Regions from separate parts of the Pan troglodytes genome. Here all the other regions are linked to region 1. The links are chromatin contacts, called in public HiChIP or PLAC-seq maps. All regions are on one chromosome and are shown on one strand. Each heading gives the region's core, a stretch centred on a gene start, on an enhancer-like site or on the middle of the called end of the contact. The rest is flanking DNA. Distances are from core to core; before and after follow the strand shown. Region 1 holds the start of JAK2 (Janus kinase 2). Region 2 holds the start of RCL1 (RNA terminal phosphate cyclase like 1). Region 3 holds the start of AK3 (adenylate kinase 3). Region 4 has its middle 17 kb from the start of AK3.

What was found. HiChIP or PLAC-seq counts read pairs in DNA pulled down with a chosen protein or histone mark.
Region 2: a contact with region 1 is called in an H3K4me3 HiChIP or PLAC-seq map of stem cell-derived excitatory neurons, with 7 times the contacts expected there. The contact joins the promoter of RCL1 here to the promoter of JAK2 in region 1. A contact is called at or near these places in 1 of 7 Hi-C or Micro-C datasets (stem cell-derived neural progenitor cells) and 1 of 1 datasets of contacts at active chromatin or transcription factors (stem cell-derived excitatory neurons).
Region 3: an H3K4me3 HiChIP or PLAC-seq map of stem cell-derived excitatory neurons shows a contact between it and region 1, with 4 times the contacts expected there. The contact joins the promoter of AK3 here to the promoter of JAK2 in region 1. A contact is called at or near these places in 1 of 7 Hi-C or Micro-C datasets (stem cell-derived neural progenitor cells) and 1 of 1 datasets of contacts at active chromatin or transcription factors (stem cell-derived excitatory neurons).
Region 4: an H3K4me3 HiChIP or PLAC-seq map of stem cell-derived excitatory neurons shows a contact between it and region 1, with 8 times the contacts expected there. The contact joins the enhancer-like site here to the promoter of JAK2 in region 1. A contact is called at or near these places in 4 of 7 Hi-C or Micro-C datasets (blood, induced pluripotent stem cells and stem cell-derived neural progenitor cells), 1 of 1 datasets of contacts at active chromatin or transcription factors (stem cell-derived excitatory neurons) and 1 of 1 other capture datasets (stem cell-derived neural stem cells).

Annotation. Positions count from the first base shown.
Region 1 is chr11:110,919,642-110,922,720 of NHGRI_mPanTro3-v2.0_pri, reverse strand. JAK2 (Janus kinase 2) reads left to right here and starts at 1,450. Exons shown (of 25, transcript XM_016960555.4): 1 at 1,450-2,617; 2 at 2,985-3,067.
Region 2 is chr11:111,112,227-111,115,115 of NHGRI_mPanTro3-v2.0_pri, reverse strand. It overlaps RCL1 (RNA terminal phosphate cyclase like 1), which reads left to right and starts at 1,505. Exons shown (of 9, transcript XM_520471.9): 1 at 1,505-1,912. The coding sequence starts at 1,777.
Region 3 is chr11:111,163,467-111,166,354 of NHGRI_mPanTro3-v2.0_pri, reverse strand. AK3 (adenylate kinase 3) reads right to left here and starts at 1,397. Exons shown (of 6, transcript XM_054657906.2): 1 at 1,046-1,397. The coding sequence starts at 1,196.
Region 4 is chr11:111,146,927-111,149,987 of NHGRI_mPanTro3-v2.0_pri, reverse strand. No RefSeq gene overlaps it. Among named protein-coding and RNA genes, the nearest start is that of AK3, 17 kb to the left of the region's middle. Within about 2 kb of position 1,272, at least 1 of the 24 cell types and tissues checked has an H3K27ac peak or open chromatin away from gene starts, as enhancers often do. A contact at or near this core is called in stem cell-derived excitatory neurons, where this site is marked.

The sequences.
Region 1 (3,079 bases), core at 201-2,700:
ACAGAAGATTTCTCAATTCTATAGGCTTATGAATAATATACCCCTTGTCCACCTTGTCTTCCACACCCACATCTCTAATATTAAGAAAATAACCTGCTCCCCCACAAAAATATCCTCAATATTCACCACTTCCAAATGGCTTCTCCCTGCAATTCACCAAGTCCAAATGGCTTCTCCCTGCAAACAGGCTGTGGACAGTAACAGATACCATGCCTAGTTACATAAGTATATCACTGCAAAATATAGAAACATCACTTATAATGAAAGTAATACTGCTTCAGAGTTCTAAAACAAGCATTTTCTTCCCCTCACAAAATAATCACATTTCCATTTCCACAGTTGTGATGCTTTTCATTTAACCATGACATTAAGCTCATCTTTAGCTCTTCTTCATTATGTGGGTCTGTGTTCTAGCTTTTACCTCAGTAGCAGTTTTTGTTTGCAGGAAAATAGGAACTCTTTTGGTAGTCACTGTTTGTAATTGCGGCCTTGATATTCTAAGCCATTGAGTCACAATTACTAATTAGAAATTCTTACTAACTTTGCCCATGTATTGCCTATGAAGCAGTAGCCATAGGAATGCAATTTTCCTGTAAATCCCTCCCTCTTATACAGCTCTAGTTCATTATTTACTTTAAAAGATTCAGGGTGAATTCAAGTAATTTCCTATGCTGCTATCATTTGCTTAAAGACCTTTTGCAATGGGTCTTATGTAAGAAGAAATGCAGGAGTTGCTTTGGTGAGGTTTATTTAAAGAAACCATTAAGTACAAGACAGACCTGAAGAGCAGCATCAGTTGTGTATGGGGAAACAGGAGCTATGAATGCGTCACTTGATTTAGGTTGACAGAAAGAGGGCTAATACTTGAAAAAATCCCTACACGATCTGGTGCCAGGCTACTTCTTTGGCCTCACCTCTTACCACTGCCCCCTCCTTCAGTGTCCTCCAGCCACAGTGACCTCTTTCCTGATCCTTGAACTTGCCAAACACTTTCCCTTCTCAAGGTCTTTGCCTTCAGGAGTCCCTCTGCCTGAAATTCTTTTCCCAGATAGTCATGGGACTGGTTCATTCTCATCCTTCAGATCTCTGCTCAAATGTCACTTATTCTAGGAAATCGTTCCTGGCCACCGTAAAATCGCACACCCCCTCCTCACTTTCTACTCCTTTTCTTTGTTATTATGTATATGGCAGCAGAAAATTATGCATTTTCTTAGTGGCAATTACACACCCCGCACATTATGCATTTAAAGCGTTGTTTGTTGTTTTGTCGCTTCCATCAGAATACAATCCAGTAGGGCAAGGAGTGTGTGGGGTCGTGTTCACCTAGTATCTCTGGGGACCTACAGCCCGGCACCTAGTAGACACTCAGTAAATATTTGAATAAATGAATGAGGCCCTTTGGCAGCCGGGAAGCCCGTCACAGCCGTCGTCTCCACCCTCTCCTGGGCTACACCAGGCCACGCCGGTCAAGTTGTTTCTCCTCCAGGAGAAACATTCGCTAGGCCTTGTTGCCAACCCGCAGGCAGCTGGGCGCTTCATCCCACCCTCACCCCTTTCCAGCCAAGGTGCCTGATCGGAGTCAGGCTCTCGAGGTCGCATTGCCACGAAACAGCGTGTGTGAGCGCGTCGTCCCCGGCCCCCGGCGCCACTTCCCCTCGGCCTAGCAGCCTGGGCTGGGGAAGGACAGGTCTGCTGTACCCGGGAAGTGGAAGGAAAAGCAGAAAGCGGAGAAGTGTGCGGGAGGGGAGTCTCCGCGCGGAGGCAGCCCGGCCTCCTCCTGTGCAGGCTGCGCGCTGGGGAGCCAGCCAGGCTGAGTCACTCCCGGCCGCGTCCCTGGAGGGCGGCGGCCACACCCACACCCGCCCATCTAGTGAGGGCCGGGCCCAGCGCTGGCACCTAGCTCCAGCCGGGCACCAGTGTTTCGCGAGGCGCCGCCGCCTTAACTTCCTTGCGCGCTCACGCCCAGGGGCCGTCCCAGGAATCTCCACGCGCGCTCGCCGGCTTCCCGAGAGGCAGCTGCCCTGCGTGGCCCGCGCCTGCAGGTCCCGCGACCAGCACCGAGCGGCGCACGCGCACTGCAGGACGCGCGTCCGGCTCTCCCCCAGCCTCTATCCGGCCCAGTCTCCTGCCATTCGGGGAGACTGCGGGCCAACCGGGAGGCTGAGTTCGAAGCTAGCCGGGCGGCGAAGCCAGTGTCGCCCGCGGCGTTGAGAAGACGGTGTGGCCCCGGAGAGGGTGGAGACAACTGTGACGGGCTTCCCGGCTGCCCGAAGTGGGAGTGGCGTGGGGCTGCAGGAAGGAGAGAGGAAGAGGAGCAGAAGGGGGCAGCAGCGGACGCCGCTAACGGCCTCCCTCGGCGCTGAGAGGCTGGGCCGGCGCCCGGCTCGCTTGGGTGTTCGCGTCGCCACTTCGGCTTCTCGGCCGGTCGGGCCCCTCGGCCCGGGCTTGCGGCGCGCGTCGGGGCTGAGGGCTGCTGCGGCGCAGGGAGAGGCCTGGTCCTCGCTGCCGAGGGATGTGAGTGGGAGCTGAGCCCACACTGGAGGGCCCCCGAGGGCCCAGCCTGGAGGTCGTTCAGAGCCGTGCCCGCCTCGGGGCTTCGCAGACCTTGGCCCGCCGGGTAGGAGCCGCCCCTGCGGGCTCGAGGGCGCGCTCTGGTCGCCCGATCTGTGTAGCCGGTGGGTGTTATCTCTGCCTGGCTTCTGGGTGGGGGGCAGCAGCTGTCTCTCCACCCCCTTCCTACCTTTTGATCCCGCCTGCCCCCTGCTAGTGGCAGCAAACTTCTGAGCCAGAAAAATCTTCCTCTTTAAGACGACACCTAGAACGAGTCTTGCTGGTGATATTTGCTTCCATTTGTGTCTTATAATTCCCGCGCCCCCGCCTCCTTATTCCTTTTTAAAATTTTCTAGACACTTAAACAGCCTAGAAAAAGCATTTGTTTCCCCTGGATTTATGTGGTAGTAGTTAACTGCTGCTTCTGTTTTTAGGTTTCAGAAGCAGGCAACAGGAACAAGATGTGAACTGTTTCTCTTCTGCAGAAAAAGAGGCTCTTCCTCCTCCTCCCGCGACGGTGGGTGTGCTG
Region 2 (2,889 bases), core at 256-2,755, 190 kb before region 1:
TACTGGCATAAAAACAGACACATAGATCAGTAGAACAGAGCGGAGAACCCAGAGATAAATCCACACAGCTACGGTAAACTCATTTTTGACAAAGTTGCCAAGAACATACACGGGGGAAAGGACAGTCTCTTCAATAAATGATGCTGAGAAAATTGGATATCCATATGCAAAAGAGTGAAACTAGATCTCTATCTCTTGCCATTTACAAAAATCAAAGAAAAATGGATTAAAGGCTGGGAGTGGTGGCTCACACTTGTGAGGCCAAGGTGGGCCAATCGCTTGAGCTTAGGAGTTTGAGACCAGACTGGGTAACATGGCAAAAACCCATCTCTATACAAAATACAAAAATTAGCTGAGCATGGTGGTGCACACCTGTAGTTCCAGCTAATGGGGAGGCTGAGGTTGGAGGATTACTAGAACTCGGGAAGTTGAGGCTGCAGTGAGTCATGAGCATGCCACTCCACTCCACTTTATAACACACTGTTGTCTACATAAGGATAGCTACATCCCTTAATCTTAAACTCCCACCGCTTTCAGACACTATCATACCCCGCCCCCCTTCCCCCCGCGAACCCCCGTGCATTCTGAAACTCATGGTTTGGTGAGTGTTGTCCAGGAATGGCTACAAACCCACATTACTATGATATCGGACTTCTACTCGTGTAGTCATTTGTTAGTTAACTGTACATTTTGGAAGGTTTTTGAGTAGAGAAGTGAAATAATCCAACGTTTGGGAAGATTTTCTTGTGCAGGATTGGAGGAGGACGGGAAAGAGGGAAAAAGCATTGCGTGTGTGTGTGTGTGTGTGTGTGTGTGTGTGAAGTTATTACAACTATCTATCTTGAAGCATGCGAGGTAGAAGGGCCTGAATTGCCATGAAACGCAATGACGATAAACGAAGGGACCCGTGAGAAAGGGGCAAAGAGGTGTCTCAATAAAATAAGCAACGGCCTGCTGTGGGGGGATTCGGGTCTCAGTATAGGCTGCCACTGTCAGCTTTGCAATATTCCTCGAGCCTTTATCCATGAGTAAGACAGGATGGCTCTACCTTGCAGGGTTACAGCATGGAGCTGCGGGACTGCGCCGGCAGTGCGCTGAGCAGCATCCCTGCGATAGGGTGAGTGCACCAACCCTTGTTGTCTCTCTTAGTAAGAAAGAGGAGGGGTAGATAATAGCATCTTCACCCCAGTAGTTGCCGTAAGTAGTAATGCTAAGAATCCGGCACGTCGTAGGCATCAATCTCAGTCCGCCATCTCCCCTTGCTACCACGCCAGGAGGTACACAGAGGAGACTGCCCCGACTGGCAACTCCCGCGCCGGGGTTCCCTGGCCACCCTCCCGCGTTCCCTCCAGCCGCGCGCTGTTGCCAGGGCCCGGGCACCGCCCAGCTCCACTACGGACCAATGGCAGCGCGGTTTGGGCACCGCCCAGCTGCAGCGCAAGCCAATGGAGGCGCGGCGCGGGCACCGCCCTGATCCGGCGCGGGCCCCGCCCTGATCCGGCGCGGGCCAATAGCGGCGTGGCCCGAAGCGGGGGCCGCCCCGGTCGGGCAGGGAGGCGGGGAGGTGGCCACTGGCTCCGCCCCGCTCCCCTCTGACCCGGTGTCTAGTCTCTCCGTCTTCCTGTTCCAAACCACGTGGACGCGTCTGGGCTGCTGGAGGCAGCCCGAGCCGCCGCCGTCGGTGTCGCCGCCACCACCACCATCGGAGTCACGAGTCCCGCGTCTGTCCGAAGTCGCCGCTCTCGGGCTGCTCACGTCTCTTCGGAGAGCGCGCACATGGCGACTCAGGCGCACTCCCTCAGCTACGCAGGGTGCAACTTCTTGCGCCAACGTCTGGTCCTGTCTACTCTGAGCGGGCGCCCCGTCAAAATCCGAAAGATTCGGGCCAGAGACGACAACCCGGGCCTCCGAGGTAACTTGGTGTGGGCGGCGCGCGGCGTGGGCGCGGGGGCTGAGGGGAGACCGAGCTGATGCCCTGGGGGCCCGCGCGGTGTTGGTTGGGGGGCTCGGCGTCCGGCGAGCGCGTCGGGGAGGGCAGGTGGCGCGTCGCCTCCAAAGCCGGAGGGGCACGCACGGTGGGGGAGGCGGGGTCGGGGCCCGAGGGGAGCGCTCAGCTGCAAGCTGCGCTCGGCGTCTCCGGGGCGCTGGTAGTAAACAGCTGCACGTTTTCCAGCTTTACGTGTAGCAACAAATCCCTGGCGTCGCCCCTTCGCGTCCCTTTTGCCCCTCTTGCCTTCGCCATAAACCTCCAAAGGAGAAAAACAGTTTGTTGGACCGAAATATGGTGAATGAGCCGGGGGAGAGACATTGGGAGAGAAAAGTACCTTGGGTTGGTTCTCTGCCCTGTCTCAAAGCAGGTCTCAGAAGCAGCTGCCCCCTTGGACACCGGCTGTTCCTGTCGCCATGATTTCTCGGCTGCCCTCACACTTGTCCTTGGGTGTGGATAAAGAAATTTTTAAAATTCTGTGTTTGTTTTCAGCCGTGACTGTGATTGATGTGCGCAGGACAAGAGCTTTGAGATAGATTTTTAACAGTCATGGGCCTAATTGCCTTGTCTTTAGAAAAGGGGTTGGTGACAAGCGCTAAACTGCAGGCTTCCAAGCTCACTTCTTGCTCCACAATGGTAGGTTAAAAAGAAATAGGCCCATTTAAACCCTCATCTCATTAAATGGCGCCGGTTTTCAACTGGCCTTGGTTTACACCTGGCCCCCTGGAATGAGATACATGCATTTAAAAGCTTCTGACTGGTGGTTATCCCAAGTTGGGCGAGTCAGCAGTCAGGTGAAAAAGGAAAAAACCTGTCTGTAAATTGAAAAAGAGTGTTTGTGGTTGGTCCTGGAAGCTTCCTGGGCGGCGCTGATGTGTTTCATTTTGCACTGGCTCTTGTTT
Region 3 (2,888 bases), core at 148-2,647, 240 kb before region 1:
AAAGTAAAGCTTTCTAGAAGGAAACTCTGTTCCCCTCCGAAGAATGGGACTGAGGTAGGGAACGAAAGAGGGCGCTGTTTTTTATGCTATGCACGTCTATCCTGTTTGCTATCCTCACAAAAAAAAAAAAAAAAAGGAAAACAAAAGTAAAAGGCCTTGTGTAAGCATTATTTCTATGTAAATGGGTTTCAAAATGAGTTTCAAAACGGGTTCTATTTTGAAAAGTAAGGTCAACATTTTTTGAGAAAAAAACTCCTGCTACTAGCTTTTCAAAAACAACCCTCTTAAGAGGGAATTTACACACCACAAATCCACCCATTGTATAGTGTAGATTCTTAACTGCCTTTCGTGCCGAGCTGTAAGAATTTATTTGGCATGAGAAACAAAATATTTTATATAACCATGCACAAGAATAGCCTTCGTGTCTACGAAATCTAAGGATATCAAAATGAGATAATTTTATGACTGCAACAAGGGTAAATACTACTTGGCCTTGGGAATATGGGGGAAAGGTCAGAACTACAAGATCTCATAGAGCTTAACCACACCAAAAAAGAGAAAAAGAAAGAAAGAAAGAAAGAAAGAAAGAAAGAAAGAAAGAAAGAAAGAAAGAAAGAAAGAAGAAAAGAAAAGAAAAGAAAACAGAACGAGCAAACTCTAGCAGGGCTAATGACAGTCTTCCAAATGCACCAGCACGTTGAATAAGCTGCAGCTCAGCTCGACGGACCCCCAAGAGTGGCTGCCACTGGGAAGACTTGGGCCTCTGAAACAAAGCCCCGTGGTTTCCTTTCATCTCTGAACTTCGAGCTTGACCTAACTTTCCAGTCCCTTCCCCCACCGCCACCCCATAACCCGCCCGAAGCGGCCCACGGAGGCCGGAGGTTTGGGGGCGCAGTCGCTCAGCAGCCCGAGGTCTCTGTCCCGGGCGGCGGGAGGGAAATGCCGCGCCCGCAGCCAGGGACCCGCGTGCCCAGCTTCGGCCCCTCGCCCGCAAAGTCCGACCCGGGTGACAGCGCACGGCCGGCCCTGGGCCCAGAGCTCCCACCTGTGCCCCGCAGCATGTTGCCCCGGAGCAGGTCCCCGCTGGAGAGGTGCTTCAGCTCGAAGTGTGTAGTGATGCGCGACGACACGGTGCCCTTGCCCGAGCCCGGGGCCCCCATGATCACCGCTCGCAGCAGCCGCGCGGACGCCCCCATGGCCGCAGACTGAGGCCCGCACGGCGCGGGCACCAGGGCTTTGGCCTGGCCTGCGCGCTCACCCGCTCGGCAGCCTGCGCCGGCCGGCTGGCAGCACCACTAGCAGGCGGCTACTGCGGTTCCCCGGCGTTCCCGGAAGTGAGCCGACAGCCACTGGGGCCGCCCAGACTGCGCGGGACCCCGCTGTTGCGTCCGCCTCTCGGCGACCCCGGCGCAGCCCCCGCCCCCGACCGAGCGCCTGTTCCCGCCCAGCCGCGCAAGCCGCGCCCCCTCTGCGCTCGCTCGGCCGCCCAGCTCCCACCTGCGCCTCTCCGCGGCCCCTCTCCACCGGCCGGCTGGGCCCGGATCCCTTCGGCGCCCCTCTGCACCCACCCCCACGCGCCCTCCACTCAGCTCAGATCTACCTCCGCGCCTCTCCGCGACCCCGGAACCCCGCGCCCTGTCCGGCCCATTCCCAGCCGGATAGACCGCGCTCCCCTCTGTCCGACCTTGGCAACTCCCGCGCGCCCCCTCCCCACCTCTAGTCGCCCCTCGGAGCCGCTTGGTTTCGGAATCCACCCGCATCCATCCCTCCAACAACCCTTTCGTAGCCCTCGCCCCTAGTCCATAGCAGGCGCTGCCCTACCCAGTCCTTGCCGGACACACCGCGACCCCTTTCGTGCTCCCCTGACAACCCTTGTCCCCGCTCCACCTGGCGCCCACTCGAATCCGCCCCTCCCCTCTACCCCCCTGGACCGCCAGACCCCCCGCTTCTGCACCCACTCCCGCCTTCGCCCTTCCCTCCTCCTCCTCTGCTGCCGAGCGCCCTCTTCCCACTCCCTCTCTGTGTAGAATCACAGGGAGTGACCTTGAGCCGAGAGGGCCTACCTCATTTTACAGGAGAGGAAATCCAGCTTTCATTGAGTGAGACTCTGTTATAAATAACGTAAAGGAGTGTGTGAAACTGTGGAGGCAGGCTGTTGTAGACAGGCGGTCGGAAAGGCTGTGAAGAGATGGCATGTGTGCCGAGCGCTTAATTAGAATACGGAAGAGAGAGACATGGGCCCTTCCTATGTCCAGTTTTAGGGAAAGGCCCTAAAACTGGAGGTTTGGCATGTTTCAAGAATGGAAACAGAGGACAAAAACATTCGAGTGAGTATCATTTTGCCTGTAAAATGGGCATAGAGGAGTAGAATGGAGGAGTTAAAATAATGTAGTACTTAGTGCAATGCCAGCTACAGGGTCAATGTTCAATAATGGTTGTCCATTTATTATCATTGCTTTGTCCTGGGACACTATGCTAAGGCAGAAAGAAGCCTCTCTGAAAATAAAACACAGTTACCATTCTCCTCAGAGGTCCAGAACTGATTCCAAAGAAGATAGAAATGACTTCAGGGTGAGACAGTCAGTGAATCTTAGCTGAGTGAATGGATGGGGGATTTCAATAGGTAGACAGCCTGGTACTTAGAAAAGGCATTAGCCTTTATACTTTCTGGTGTGGAAAAGAAAGAGAAAATACATACCTTGTACATTTTTTTTTCTTTGAGACAGAGTTTTGCTCTTGTTGCCCAGGCTGGAGTGCAATCGGCTCACGGCAACCTCTGCCTCCCGGGTTCAAGTGATTCTCCTGCCTCAGCCTCCCGAGTAGCTGGGATTACAGGCACACGCTACCGCACCCGGCTAATTTTATATTTTTAGTACAGACAGGGTTTC
Region 4 (3,061 bases), core at 23-2,522, 230 kb before region 1:
CAAAGAGTCCCTCTTGTTAAGTTTCATGATCTCTATTTTAACATGAATGCTGCGCATTAGTTGTGTCTAAACTGTAAAAGCGAGGGAGTATAATGAGGCGCGCCTGACCTCCCATCCCATCATGGCCAGGGACTCAGTTTTTCAGATTTCTCTTGGCCAAGAAAGAGTCCAATCCGTCAGCTGGGAAGCTCAGGATTTTATTTTTGGTTTACAAAGGTAATCATTTACTCCCATGAGGGTAATCGCCCTCCTTGAAATTCAAGAGTTTCCTGGATCACAGGATCTGCAGTTACACACAGCTGAGTTTGACTTTCACAGGCTGAGAGACCTTGAGCAAAATCATTAACCTCTTTTAGCTTCACCAGCCTGCCTCTATGAAACAGGGGAAGGATAATACCTGCCCTATGGGGTTGCTGCAAGATTTAAATAAGATTATATATGTGTCAAAGGACAAAATTACAGCAAATTTAAAGAGCTCACCTGGTTTTATTTGTGATTCTAGAGTTGGACAACACTTCATTCTGTAAAACAGAATAAGTGTTCCTAGGAGCTGAGAAAGGGCTGAATTACAGACAGGGAAAGGTGAAGAAAGCAGAGGCAAAGAACGGTGTGTATCAGGCATTGCAAAGCTGCTTTCCTGTGAGGTGGAGACAGAACAATAGAAAAATAACTGATGAGCTAACATCAGGTTACTGCAGGCTACTTCTTTTAGGTAGGAGTTAAAGCAGAAGGCACTTCATTATCCTGCCAATTGAAGATTGGCCTATTTGGCAAATTGGCTACTATCTCTTTCTTCGGATTTCTAGGAAGGTCAGATAACAATTTAGTTTGGGTTTGGTGACATGGATGTGGAAATTCTTTTTAGTCTGGTCTGCTGGGGCCTAGTGCAGAAACTTAGTCTAAAACAATGACCTCTTATAATTTTTATTTCGCATATGTAAAATGCTAGGTATATACTGGTTGCTCCCTCTCTTTTTTTGCTCTGCTTATCTTTTCTTCTCTCCTTCCTTCCCACCTTCTTTTCAATGTAGTGACAAGTGTTATTTAAAAAAAAAAACAAAGCAAAGGATAATGTAAATCTGCAGACAAAAAAAAAAAACAGTGTCTCTTTTCAGTCAGTATTTGCAACTTCCACCTCATTAAATATTCTCTCACAGTAGAATAAGGTGGCAAAGAAATGAAGTGCAAATTAGCCTAAGGTAGCTGAGTCCTCATCCTGGTTTCATCACTAATTAGCTCTACAGACCCTGGCGAGCACTTGACCTTTCTGATCCACGCTTGTCTCAATAGCATAATGAAGATCATGCCTGTCTCAGAGGGTCAGTGAGGCTCCTGTTGTTGGCATGCCTTATCATTATGTAAACGGAGGGCCTTGTCTACAAATAATCTCTTCAGGCAAATTGTGTAATATGACATTGAAATTATCCTTCTCTTTACCTCTATCCCCCATCTTTGGCTCCAGTTTTTAAAGACTGCTATTAAAAGACAAATACATTAGCACATTAAGATATTGTCTCCTAGCAATAACTTTTTAAAAGTTAATTAATCATATTAGTCACAGCTGACAGCAGAGCCACTATGCTTTGGGCACAGGGAGGTTGGGATTTGGATGGGATGGGAAAGGAATCCAGAATAATCTGGCTCTTGGCTCATGATGCTCTCAAAGAAAACTCCTGTACAGAAAGTGGGGGAAGGAGCCTCCAGACAAACCCTGCCCTCTTTGCAGTTTTGCTTCAGGCTTGTAATTCACTTTTCCTGAGAATGGCATGGAATTTGTGGATAAGCAGGTGAAAAACCATTCTTATCAAGTGTGGAGGGAAAAGAAAAGGTTTTGTTTGTTTGTTTGTTTGTTTGAAGACAGTCTTGCTCTGTCACCCCAGTCAGTGCAAACATGGCTCACTGCAGCCTCAACCTCCTGGGCTCAAGTGATCCTCTCACCTCAGTCTCTCCAGTACCTGGGACCACAGGTGCCTGATACCACACCCAGCTAATTTCTAATTTAGTAGCGGTGGGGTCTTGACATGTTGCCCAGGCTGGTCTCAAACTCCTGAGCTCAAACAATCTGCCTGCCTTGGCCTCCCAAAGTGTTGCGATTACAGGCGCAAGCCACTGATAAAAGATAAATTTTTTATCTGAGAAATATGAACCCCTTTACATTATCAGGCCCAGAGAGGCATTGGGATGTAACTGCAGTCACATCTCACTCCTTCTCGAGCTGAATAATGATCTCTTGAAGTCTCTTGCTATGCAGACTCTAGACTAACTGATGCCAATTAGCCATGAAATGCCATACACCCTATAGTTCAACAAAGTCTAGCCAATCACTGATCAGTGTTATTTCTGTAAACCAATGAGAAATCCTAATGATCAATTTTGTAATTGCCCCCTCTCCTGATTTGTCTTATATTCTTTAAAAATTTGAGGCTCTCTTTTTGTTCTTGGGAGCACTCTCCAAGGCAACTTGAAAGTGTGTCCCAGGCTGCAGTTCTCAACCTTGACCCCAATAAACTCTCTATATTAATTTCACCTCAGCTTCTTCCTTTTAGGTCCACAGAAGCGTTAATTGCCAAGAAAAAAAGAAAAGAAAAAGAAAAGTAATTAACTCTGTTAGAAGCTAGGCTGGGCGCGGTGGCTCACGCCTGTAATCCCAGCACTTTGGGAGGCCGAGGTATTTTTTTTGTAAAAAATACAAAAAATAGCTGGGCGTGGTGGTGGACAGCTGTAATCCCAGCTACTCGGGATGCTGAGGAAGGAGAATCACTTGAACCCAGGAGACGGAGGTTGTAGTGAGCCGAGATCGTGCCATTGCACTCCAGCCTGGGCAACAAGAGCGAAACTCAAAAAAAAAAAAAAAAAATCATCTGGCCTAAATATCTTGGCTGGAGTCTCCTGCAGGAAAGACCCACTGTGACTAATGGAGTCCCGAAGTGGGCATAGAAGGTCATGGTTGAGAATTCTAAGCTGCCGTGAAGATGCCAGGCCCAGTTTTATGACTTCCCTCTGGTTCTATGCCACCCTCCCCTCAAGGTCCCCTCCCTGAGATGCCTGAGGCTCGGACCCC